Regions from separate parts of the Danio rerio genome. Here region 1 is linked to region 2. A link is a contact called in public Micro-C data. All regions are on one chromosome and are shown on one strand. Each heading gives the region's core, a stretch centred on a gene start, on an enhancer-like site or on the middle of the called end of the contact. The rest is flanking DNA. Distances are from core to core; before and after follow the strand shown. Region 1 holds the start of tbc1d10b (TBC1 domain family, member 10b). Region 2 holds the start of thoc6 (THO complex 6).

What was found. A called contact is a pair of places that touch in the nucleus more often than the background predicts.
Region 1: a Micro-C map of caudal fin shows a contact between it and region 2, with 3 times the contacts expected there. The contact joins the promoter of tbc1d10b here to the promoter of thoc6 in region 2. A contact is called at or near these places in 2 of 18 Hi-C or Micro-C datasets (caudal fin and hematopoietic stem cells).

What each region holds. Positions count from the first base shown.
Region 1 is chr3:31,595,027-31,600,145 of GRCz12tu, reverse strand. It overlaps tbc1d10b (TBC1 domain family, member 10b), which reads right to left and starts at 3,072. Exons shown (of 10, transcript NM_001365256.1): 1 at 2,609-3,072.
Region 2 is chr3:31,462,285-31,467,684 of GRCz12tu, reverse strand. thoc6 (THO complex 6) reads right to left here and starts at 2,729. Exons shown (of 13, transcript NM_001006095.1): 1 at 2,630-2,729; 2 at 2,351-2,442; 3 at 1,839-1,903; 4 at 661-764; 5 at 499-536; 6 at 321-369. The coding sequence starts at 2,644. srrm2 (serine/arginine repetitive matrix 2) reads right to left here. Exons shown (of 14, transcript NM_001030075.2): 13 at 4,858-4,968; 14 at 4,222-4,770. The coding sequence ends at 4,716.

The DNA of each region.
Region 1 (5,119 bases), core at 1,823-4,322, 130 kb before region 2:
GTCCCTTTAAACCATGGGTCTCAAACTCGATTCCTGGAGGGCCGCAGCTCTGCAAAGTTTTGCTCCAAACCCTAATCAAACACACCTCATCTAGTAGTGTTTAGTAGTCTTGAACTCCTTGATTAGTTGTATTAGCTGTGTTTGATTATGGTTGGAGCTGCGCAGACTGTGCAGAGCTGCGGCCCTCCGGGAGTTGAGTTTGAGACCTATGCTTTAAATTAAATTTAGTACTATAAATTAGGGCTGGGCGATATGGCAAAAATGCAATCTCAATATTTATTTTCCATATTGAATGATAATAACAATAAATATTTTTATATAAGTTGTTAATGCTTCCAGACTTAAGATTATTCCAACAATGACACAATGAAGCCACAAAAATTAGAGGATTTATTAACTACTAGCATAACATATTTTCGGTCAATAAACTTTCAGTGGCCAAAAATTCAGTACATCTTTAATAACACATTTTTAGATTCCCATTGTTGCACATTTCTGCGGTGTGATTAGCTCTTGGATCAATATAGAGTATTAAAGTCCAGAGCTTATTGAAATAACTTTTATCACAATTTAATATAATATCGTTTATCGTCCCAGCCCTACTATAAAGTATTCAGTTATCGATACAGTAATTTCATAGTTCATTTTGTGAATATAAATAAATGTTATAATACTTACATTATATAAATTATATTATATTTAAACCTAAATATAAATAACTATTTATGCTTAACAATACAACAATTAAAACAATCAAACCATACTAAAACTCATAAACATGTCTTGGTCGAAATAAATCCTCATAAGATTTTAATAAAATGCCATTTATCGACTTTTATGTCATTAAATTTGTGATGATAAAACTCACTTATGTGTACATATGAGCCTATTCTGTAGTTCTAAAATACCCAACATCAGTATTGTGACATATTTCCCTGTTTGCACACTATTTATATCCACTGTTCTAGTCTGTGTTTTAGTTTAAAACAAGTAGTGTGTTCAAACATTAAATTAGACTTAAAGTCAGTTAATGCCTTTATTTAACTAAAAACAACTTCATGCAATTAGGGGTGTGGCTTTTAGACACAGACGACTAACAAAACTTTATGAAGATGAATGAGTACAAAGTGTGTAAGTGCAGTGTGAATAGAGGGTGTTGTTTAATTTCAGCATTCCTCCTCAACATCTCATACTCACAGGAAACTATTGGTTGAGTTGACTTTATTGGTACCTGTAAGTAGATTCTTTTTGCAGCAAAGTATGGCATTTGATGCAAACAATTAAATTACAGATAAACACATACAAAAGTACCTTATAAAATATTATAATTTATCCAGAGCGACAATAGATGTTGGAACAAAGCTATTCCTGTATTGTTTTGTCCTACTAAAAAGCATCTGAAACCTTCGACCCAAAGGGAGCAGGGTAAACTTCCCAGACAGAGGATGAGAGCTACAGCTACTAGTATTTTGGGCAATCCGTAAAAGCTGCCTACTATACAGTGATTCATTGGTCAGATGTGATTCGCCAATCAACCTGCTTGACCATCTAAAAACCTGGCTCAGTCTACTTCTGTATTCAAGGGACAGACTTCAAACCATGCCATCAGAGCGAAAGATAGAATAGATGTAATAAAAGCAGCTGAATGATTAAAGCCAAGACGTCTTCAATACCATTCCAGAGTGATTTCATGAGGACTTTAAAGTAATATATTACTCATTCCGACAAGCAAAAGCTCTACATAGTTACTTTATAGCCAGTTCAATCAGCCAGTGAATTGTTAAAATGTTTGGACCAATTAAAAGCTCAAATCATTCCAGTTGATTTTGTGACTCGGTTCAACAAATCAGTTAAAAGATCCGACTCAAGTGGACAATACGTCCAGGAATCGGACAATGCCAGTTTGTGGGACTCCACCCATACACATGAACTGTGCTCGTTCCGGGTGACCAAGACTTTTATCCTATCCTAATATCCCCAGCGTGGACATGAAAGAGATGTAAACAAACGACACATGCAAACAGCCAATGTGGGGTTTTAAAAGGGCATGTGTGAAAACGTGAGAGCTGTCAACTGTTGTGATCGACCACATGTGAAGTAACTGGGCATTACACTGCTGAGTACCGGGGGTAACCTTAATTTATAAAAGTACAAGAGAACTAGATCACGCTCTTAAGCACAAGACTGAAGTCAAAAAACACCCTAGCAAGGTCAAAAAGTGAGCAGACACCACCTGAGACTTCTTAACCCACAGGAGACGCTGGATTTGTGACTGCCAAGTTTAACCTAAAGCTGTTAATCGTGCTGTCCGATCTGTCATGCAACAGCCCCTTAACAACACAAATGTGACTTTATTATACAGAGGATTAGCATTCAGTCCATGGTACATGTGGTGATTAGAAAACGGGGATGCTTGTAATTGTGATGTACACTTTTGGCAGGTGAAACTGGCCTGCTAACTCGCTAGCTCATGCCTACAGCACCCAGTGCGGTCGATGAGCTCAACTTCCCGCTTTACGGCAGAAGAAATGGTGTTGTTTAGTGTGTTCGTCGGTTACATCGCATCTGTCAATTCTGAGAGAAGATAACAGAGAGTGTGCAGACTCACCGCAGCTGAGGGATCTGTCCGTCCGACCCGGGGGGGCTCCTATTCGCTCCGGTTATCGTGACCCCCCCGCCGCCACCGATGAACGGATGTAAGAAGCGAGGGAGGCAGGCCGCTGGTAACGTTAAGCCTCTGGGACGATGAAGAACTTGGAATGATGAACCTAAAAGTGCGGTTATGGGTCTGTGTGTGGCGGGTGGTGTGTTGCTGAGCTAACGGCGTTAGCTAAACACTGCCGCTCTGCACTGGCTTCCCTCTCATCCACGCGCAAACAGATCCGTTTCACTGTTGGCATTGAGTTTTGCGGTGCGTTTTAAAAATGTCAAGGAACCTCCATAAAATATGACTTGGGCCGCATCACTGGAAAAGATAAACACGGCCCTACATCTCGCCGTGTCCGCATTTCCTACAACCAACTGAGTGACAGCGACGTGCGCGCACCCGACTCACAACGCGCAGTACGTCAGTGTCGACTGACGTACTGACGTCCAGTCGATCCAGCCATCGCTTTTGTATGGAGTTTAAAGTTCCCCTAAAATAAATTATATATTACATAAAATGAATATATGTATGACTATATGAATATTTACAATATTACTCATAATAATTACATGATTTAATTCGCATTTTAAATAAATAAACAGGCATTCTAACATTCTATGAAATGAATCGACTGTCACATATGTATGGAAGCCCAAAGCATACTGTTGTTGTTATTTACAGCATGCTTTGTATGAAGCCAGATGAGTCTCAGAAATAATACATCTGCAGAAATAAACCTCATAGGCTACATGCACTGCACAATTCACATAGACAAAATCCAATTCGTTAATTCAAACCACAACTTGTGAATTCACAATAGAAATCATAAATTTTTCTTCAATGAATTAGAGTTGTGCATGTATGAATTGTGTTTTGAATTTACAAATTGGATTTGTGTATTTACAAACTGTGTTTTTTAATTCATGATTTAAATTTTTTTAAAAGTGAATTATGAATTGTAAGCAGAGATGTATAAAGTACTAGAGACCCGTACTTAAGTAAAAGTACAAGTGCTCTATCAAAAAGTGACTTGAGTAGAAGTAGAAGTGCTCTTTAATCACCATACTTAAGTGGAAGTACAAAAGTATTCAACATTTTTAGTACTTAAGTATTGCAAGTAGTTTATTTCAAAATTTACTACTCAAGTACTGAAAGTAAAAGTACAAGTATTGTGTAATGTAGTTATTAAAGAAGGCAGTCAAAAGACATCATATTGTTTTGTTTATTTTAAATATCTTTGGGGCACTTGATTAAGCAGAATGAAAAGAAACATGGCTTATGATACTGTTTTTCTCTCTAAATAATTTCTATGGTACAAGAACTCACATCGTCAGGCTCTTTTACCAGAAAATCACTTCACTGATGAGATAATTCAGCATGTTCATTCATACTCTCTCTCTCTCTCTCTCTCTTTTACACACACATACACACACACACCTAAATGTACACTCTCACACATTCATACACTCTCACACACAGTTCTCTCTCTATCTCTCTCTCACACACACACGCACACACACACACACACACACACACACACATTTTTGTGAATTGTGGGGACATTACATAGGTTACAATTGTTTTTATACTCTACAAACTATACTTTTGAATGCTCTAACCCCAAATCCAATCTCTAAACCCAACCCTTACAGGAAATTATGTGTAGTTTTACTTTCTGAAAATAAAAAAATATTTAGTGTGATTGAATTTTATACATAATGTACACATAATTCACCATCTCCTCCTAACATCTGTGTAATACCGATGTTGTTATACATATACATGGGCACACACACACACAAACACGAAAATACACTCTTTTACACTCTCATACACTCTCTCTCTCTCTCACACACACACACAGACGCACACACAGGTACAATCACACTGTTTCTCTCGTACATGCATTATTCACTCACACACACTCACACTTTGGTAGTTTTGAAGTTTAATTGGTTAATACCACAATAAACAGGAGTTTTGTCTTCTGGAAGCAGTCGTGAAACTAAACTAAACAAGCAAACTAAATCCTGTTGCACTAATTCACTTGATTTTGATTTTATTGTAAAAAAAAAAGAAAAGAAAAACAGGAAAGCGTGTATAGTACTGTGTTAAAAGAAAATCTAAAATACTTTATGGCTTATGGCTATGGTTTAGTATAAATTTTTTTAATTTTGATTATGTTTTTAATTCAATTGGTCTGGCACTTCATATGTTCTGTAGTATATTTATTAATTCTGGTACTTTTACCATAAACCAACTTCTTAACCAGTTGGTAGAGGCTGATATTTTAGAAATTATGGGATGTGTTGAGAAAAAAATGCATTGACTGTGTTAAATAGCGACATTATGAGTTAAGAAATGCAATAAAAAAATCTATTGCTTTTGTCTTGGTGTGACAGTTATAGGGTTATTTTTAATACAATTTTGTTCTTTAATACAGCAGTCAGATATATGAACCCTACTCATAAT
Region 2 (5,400 bases), core at 1,480-3,979:
TTATTTATTGTCAATATTTTCTAATGTTTCCTGTGTATTCTATCATTTGAAGCTAATTGTCATCACATATTTTTACATCCCGATGTTGACAGGTATGCTAGTATTTGAAACGCTCCATCCACTTTAAAACAAAAAGCTACTGGCTGTTAAAAAAAAACAAAAAAAAAAACTCTTTTTACGTTTAAGTTTAGACTTCTATTAAAGATTGAATAAAAATGCACATTTCAAAGCAGAACCTTTAAAAAAAAAACTAACAAATACATGCAAAGACAAAATATGCTCAGCATTTTTAAAATAAGATAAATATGTCAAATACAAACCTTTGGGTTAATGATCATCGCATTGATTTCTGGAATTTCAAGACTAGTCCTGTGTGGAATAAGACATTGCACAAACAACTGAGGCAGTTCACAGATTAATGAAAGTCATAAAACTAACTGAGCAATGAGCGTGTGAGAATGAGCAGGTGAATCTAAATAGTTATTGACAGTCTCTCACTCATAATTAGGTTTTCTTGTCCATGCAGCTTTGGTGCTCTGTGGAAACATAAATAAATAATCATGCTAAGCTTATTTGGACTTTTCTGAAGTTTCTGCAAGCACAAAGCAAAACTACGAAAAGGAATATAATTTTTTCCAACCCAGGCAAAACTCTACCTACTTTTTTGATGAGCTCTGCCCAACTCCAGGCACTGATCTCTCCATTCCCAGCGCTCAGGAGATGAGATTCAGTGGACAGAAGAGAGAATACAGGACCGTCGTGAGCTGAAAACATTAAAAAAGCTCTTTTACATGTCATTGTAATCAAAAACTGTATTTAATTTTCATGGCATAATAATTGCTAAATGTTTTATCACAATAACAAATGACAATAACAAGTGTAAATGTAGACGATCTTATGTTGTCCTCTTAATAATTTATTAACCCCACTAGAATCTGTCTGAGCAATTTCTGAGCCCATCTTTCACTCTATTTATTTACTTATGTAGATACTAGGGATGCTCCGATCAGGATTTGTCGCTAATACAGAGTAACAATTCCTTGTCATGGCGATCAGCCGATACCGAATACCGATTCTAAATTCTTCAAGCTTTATAATACATTAAGCACATTTACCCTAGTATAAAACTTAAGAGAAGATCTTCCCCTTAAATACGTCTCTTATAACCATTTACTATAACCATATTACTTATAAACATTATATATATATATATATATATATATATATATATATATATATATATATATATATATATATATCAAATATTTATTTATTATTTTTATTATTTTACCATTTACCTACGTACTATTACTGTATGTGTGAACATGTCTTGGCCAGAAGCAGCTTTACAGAAAATAATTAATTCACTCATTTTACTTCGGCTTAGCCCCATATTCATCTGGGGTCACCACAGAGGAATGAACCACCACAGAAAATAATAAATTATTTACCTCCTCATTTGTTGTGGCTACTGTAGGCTAAGTATAATATACGAGAGCGCACATGTGTCTAACTCTGCTTGTAAATTCATTAATGAACACCAGTGATCGGGCTCATGAAATCAGAGAGTACAGATGGAGTCATGAAATGTGATTATAGGCTGATACCGATTTTCGACCGATTAATCAGAGAATGCCTACATACTTAAGAAAATGTGCCAACAATAACAACAATAACTCTGCATATTCTACACTGAAATATACTGTATTAATAAATACTCCTCATGTCACATGTTTGTGCTGCAATATTGGATAGTGTAAATCATTCTCTATTAGCTAATGTTTATAAGTTAAATACACAACACATGTAAAGGGAAATATCAATAAAATGTGTCTGACCGGTAAAGTTAAGGATGGGCTTCTGACTCCTTTCTGATGCATCTGGGCTCAGTGCAGCTGAAAGACTGTAAAGACAAGACTAGTAAACAAAAACCATTTCAAGAGCCATTTAAAGAGATAGTTCATCCAAAAAGGAAAATTCTGTCAAAGTTATTATTATTATTATTATTATTAACTCTACCTCCACTCATTTCAAACCTGAGTTTCTTTTTTCTACTGAACACAAAATACGATATGCTTAATGGTAACCATTAACATCCTTAAAATATGTTTCCCTGCTATGGATGTCAGTGGCTACAAGCTTCAAAACATTTCCTTTTTAGTTCAACAGAATGGAGTAAATAAAATTCACTTTTTTGAGCAAACTATCTCTTCAATATAAACACAAAACAGTCTTAAATACATATAGATACGTCACGTATAGCTACTGGCACACATCTATTAACAAACATAACTGCAGCACTGACTATGAACTGCTCTTATAACAGACGGTTTACTGTGCCTGTATTTACCTGAACACTGCAATCTCTCCATAGTTGTTGCCCGCTGCGAGGTAGCGACCGCAGGGAGAGAAGCTCTGAGAGAAGACTGACATGTGCAGGAGCTGGACAAAGACAAACGCCTGTCACACACACTGCGAGTAATACCTCAAAAATCTACACATGTATGAATGAAACTGCATATAAAGTTGTATATGAGCTAATTGTGACAACTATTAATGCGCTGTTTTTAGTGATGTGATAATTTGAGCTAGATGAAAGATTGAATACGATTCCAGCTGTTTAATTTACCTCAACTGGACCCATCTTCGGGAGATTATTAAACGCTTAATGTAACTTAAAAATCCTCAGCTACTTTTTACACAAAGCCCTTTCGTGTGCTACTCATTCAAATGGCGTCGCGTAAATATGACGCGTAAATATGACGTTTCTCCGTAACCTACCGTCACAGACAGCGCCCGTCCTTAAAAAAAAGTTAGCATGGTTACAAAAAAATGAAATTAAAAAAAAATTTAAAAAGTTAGCATGGTTGCTTAACTAGTTTTCGCCATAGATTACTTCAGTTACTTCAAAAGGGTTAATAATTAGCATTAAATCTATAAAATTGTATTTAAGTTACAATTCAAATGTAACATGTCTAAGTTTTAACCCATGTAAACCTCAACGCTTACATAATGGAAATAACTATTTTAAATCTTTGAACTTGAGCCAAGCAGGCGTTTTTTTTTGTTTTGTTTTTTTTTATTGTCCATAACAATTCCTTACAAAGCAATAACAGCATGTTTCATACATGCCATATACTGACATTATAAATTCATACTCAATATAAGAGTTTCTTAAGCATGTGGCCATCTGTTAGTCATAACCTTGAGCAAGATATCCCTTAAATAAATTTTTCAGAGGAAAATAATTTTAATTGAAGTACCTAACACCCCAACAGTGGTTATTATGATGCTTTAACTAACATAACCACATTACCATAGCGACTACTACAGCCATATCACTCTGCAGCCCACCGGTTACTCAGTGAAGCTAAGCAGGGCTGCGCCTGGTTAGTACCTGAATGGGTGACCACTTGGGAAAACTACGTTGCTGTTGAAAGTGGTGTTAATGAAGCTCAAAATGTGGTCTGTGTGAGTCCTAATGCTCCAGTAAAGTGAAGGGGACACTCTACTCTCAGTGAGTGCTGTCTTTGGGATAAGACATCATGGGCACTTCTCGTAAAGAGTAGCTCACTAGTTATAGCTGGTGTGTAATGAGCGCACTGGCATCATTGTCCTGTGGCTGCTGTCGCATCATCTAAGTGAATGCTGTGCACTGGTGGTGGTGTGAACTCATAGTTGTGGGGCATACAAATAAATGCACTATAATAAAATACACATTATATTACAGCATTTTGGAAAAATCTGTGACTAAAATGAGATACTTCTGTGTGAAAGGCAATTTCATTGCTTTTAATTGTTGACTTTAAGCCCATGTACTAAGCATAGTTTAGAAATATGTGCCATTTTGTCAAATTCAAGACACTGGGCCTTTTCGTAATTAAATCAGTATTAACTGATTCATCATTTAATAAAGATTAGACTTGGACTGAATTGTGTTTTAGCAATTATTAATATATTTCCATTAATCCAATGTTAATGGAACATCTGAATTATAGGCTACAAGCAAATATAGTGCCATTAAAGGTTGGATAAAAATAAAGATGCACACAAAATACATACTTGTATATGTTCATGTAAGAAAACTTCATTAGATTATTCTTATCTGACCAATGAGAAAAAAATATTAAAGGTTTAATTATTAAAACGACAGCTTTCAGTTTAATAAAAACTGTTAAATAAAGATCATTCCCAATAACAAAACCACAGTTTCAGACATGGAAGATTCTACGGCCATTTTATTATTCATAGCTCTTCCTTTTCCACAAATAAACAAAAAGAAACAGAATCTGTCCACATATGCAGGAACAGTAAATCATCCATTCTGAACAGCAAATTACAGAAGTTCATCTACATTCAGAACAATGTAGCAGACAGAAAACCACTAGACGTGTGATTTGCGCATGTTTGTGTGTGTGTGTGTATACAAATAGAGTCCAGCATCTGTTGGCACAGAGCAATAGTTGACTAGCGCTTCAGTGTCTCAGCTGGCCTCTGCTTGAACATTAATTACAACATATTAAAAGTAAAAATAAATCCTCCCTTTTTGGGAGAGTTACAAAGAACCAGGCTTCGACAGATCTTCCTCTACAAATGGTGAGAGCACCACCATTAAAACTAGTCACATTTCTAGCCTCATCCATAGGATACAGAAGATCCAATCCAGTGAGGGTCAGGTAAGTGTCCAGAAAACAAAAATGTGAACAACGATTCACTCATTTCCTCCGTCGACTGTCTGGAGATCGGCTTCTCGACTTCCTGCTTGCGACGCTGATGGAAAACAGTGGTGAACATTAATATCAGCAGGCTGGAAATTAGGAGTGTGCAGTAAAATGAATGCTTTGTTTCAGAACTGACCGTCGAGAGGGTGGAGAATGTGCAGGTCTTCGCTGCCTCGCTGGAGGAGAGTAACTGAGTGACCGAGAGTCTCTGAGCGAGTCCGCTGGCACTCTTTTTGGCCGTGGAGGACTGCAGATTTCAAAGGAAATGGAGACAGCGGAGATTACAGCAGAGAAATGAAAGGCCATTTTATGTTGACAATTTATGCAGCAAATGTGTAATTTTAAAACTACCAGAGATCAGACAGATATTTGGATCCCCCAATGATGATGCTTTATCTAAATACTATCTTTTGTTGATGGCAGCTGATTTGTGTGCTCTAGAATAAAAATAGTAAATTCCCCAAATGTATGAGCCCAAACTGAAAAAAGCACACGTTTTTACTCCAAACGGACTTCAACATTTATTTCACCTAAATCCTTCTGTAAGATGACTTCTTAGTCATGTTTATTAGTCACACTGAATTAAAGAGAGCAGTTGAAGATGTCCTATAAAGAAAATATAGGTGTACCAAGGCATAGATGAATAATAATTCAGTACATGGAAATGGGCATACTGAGT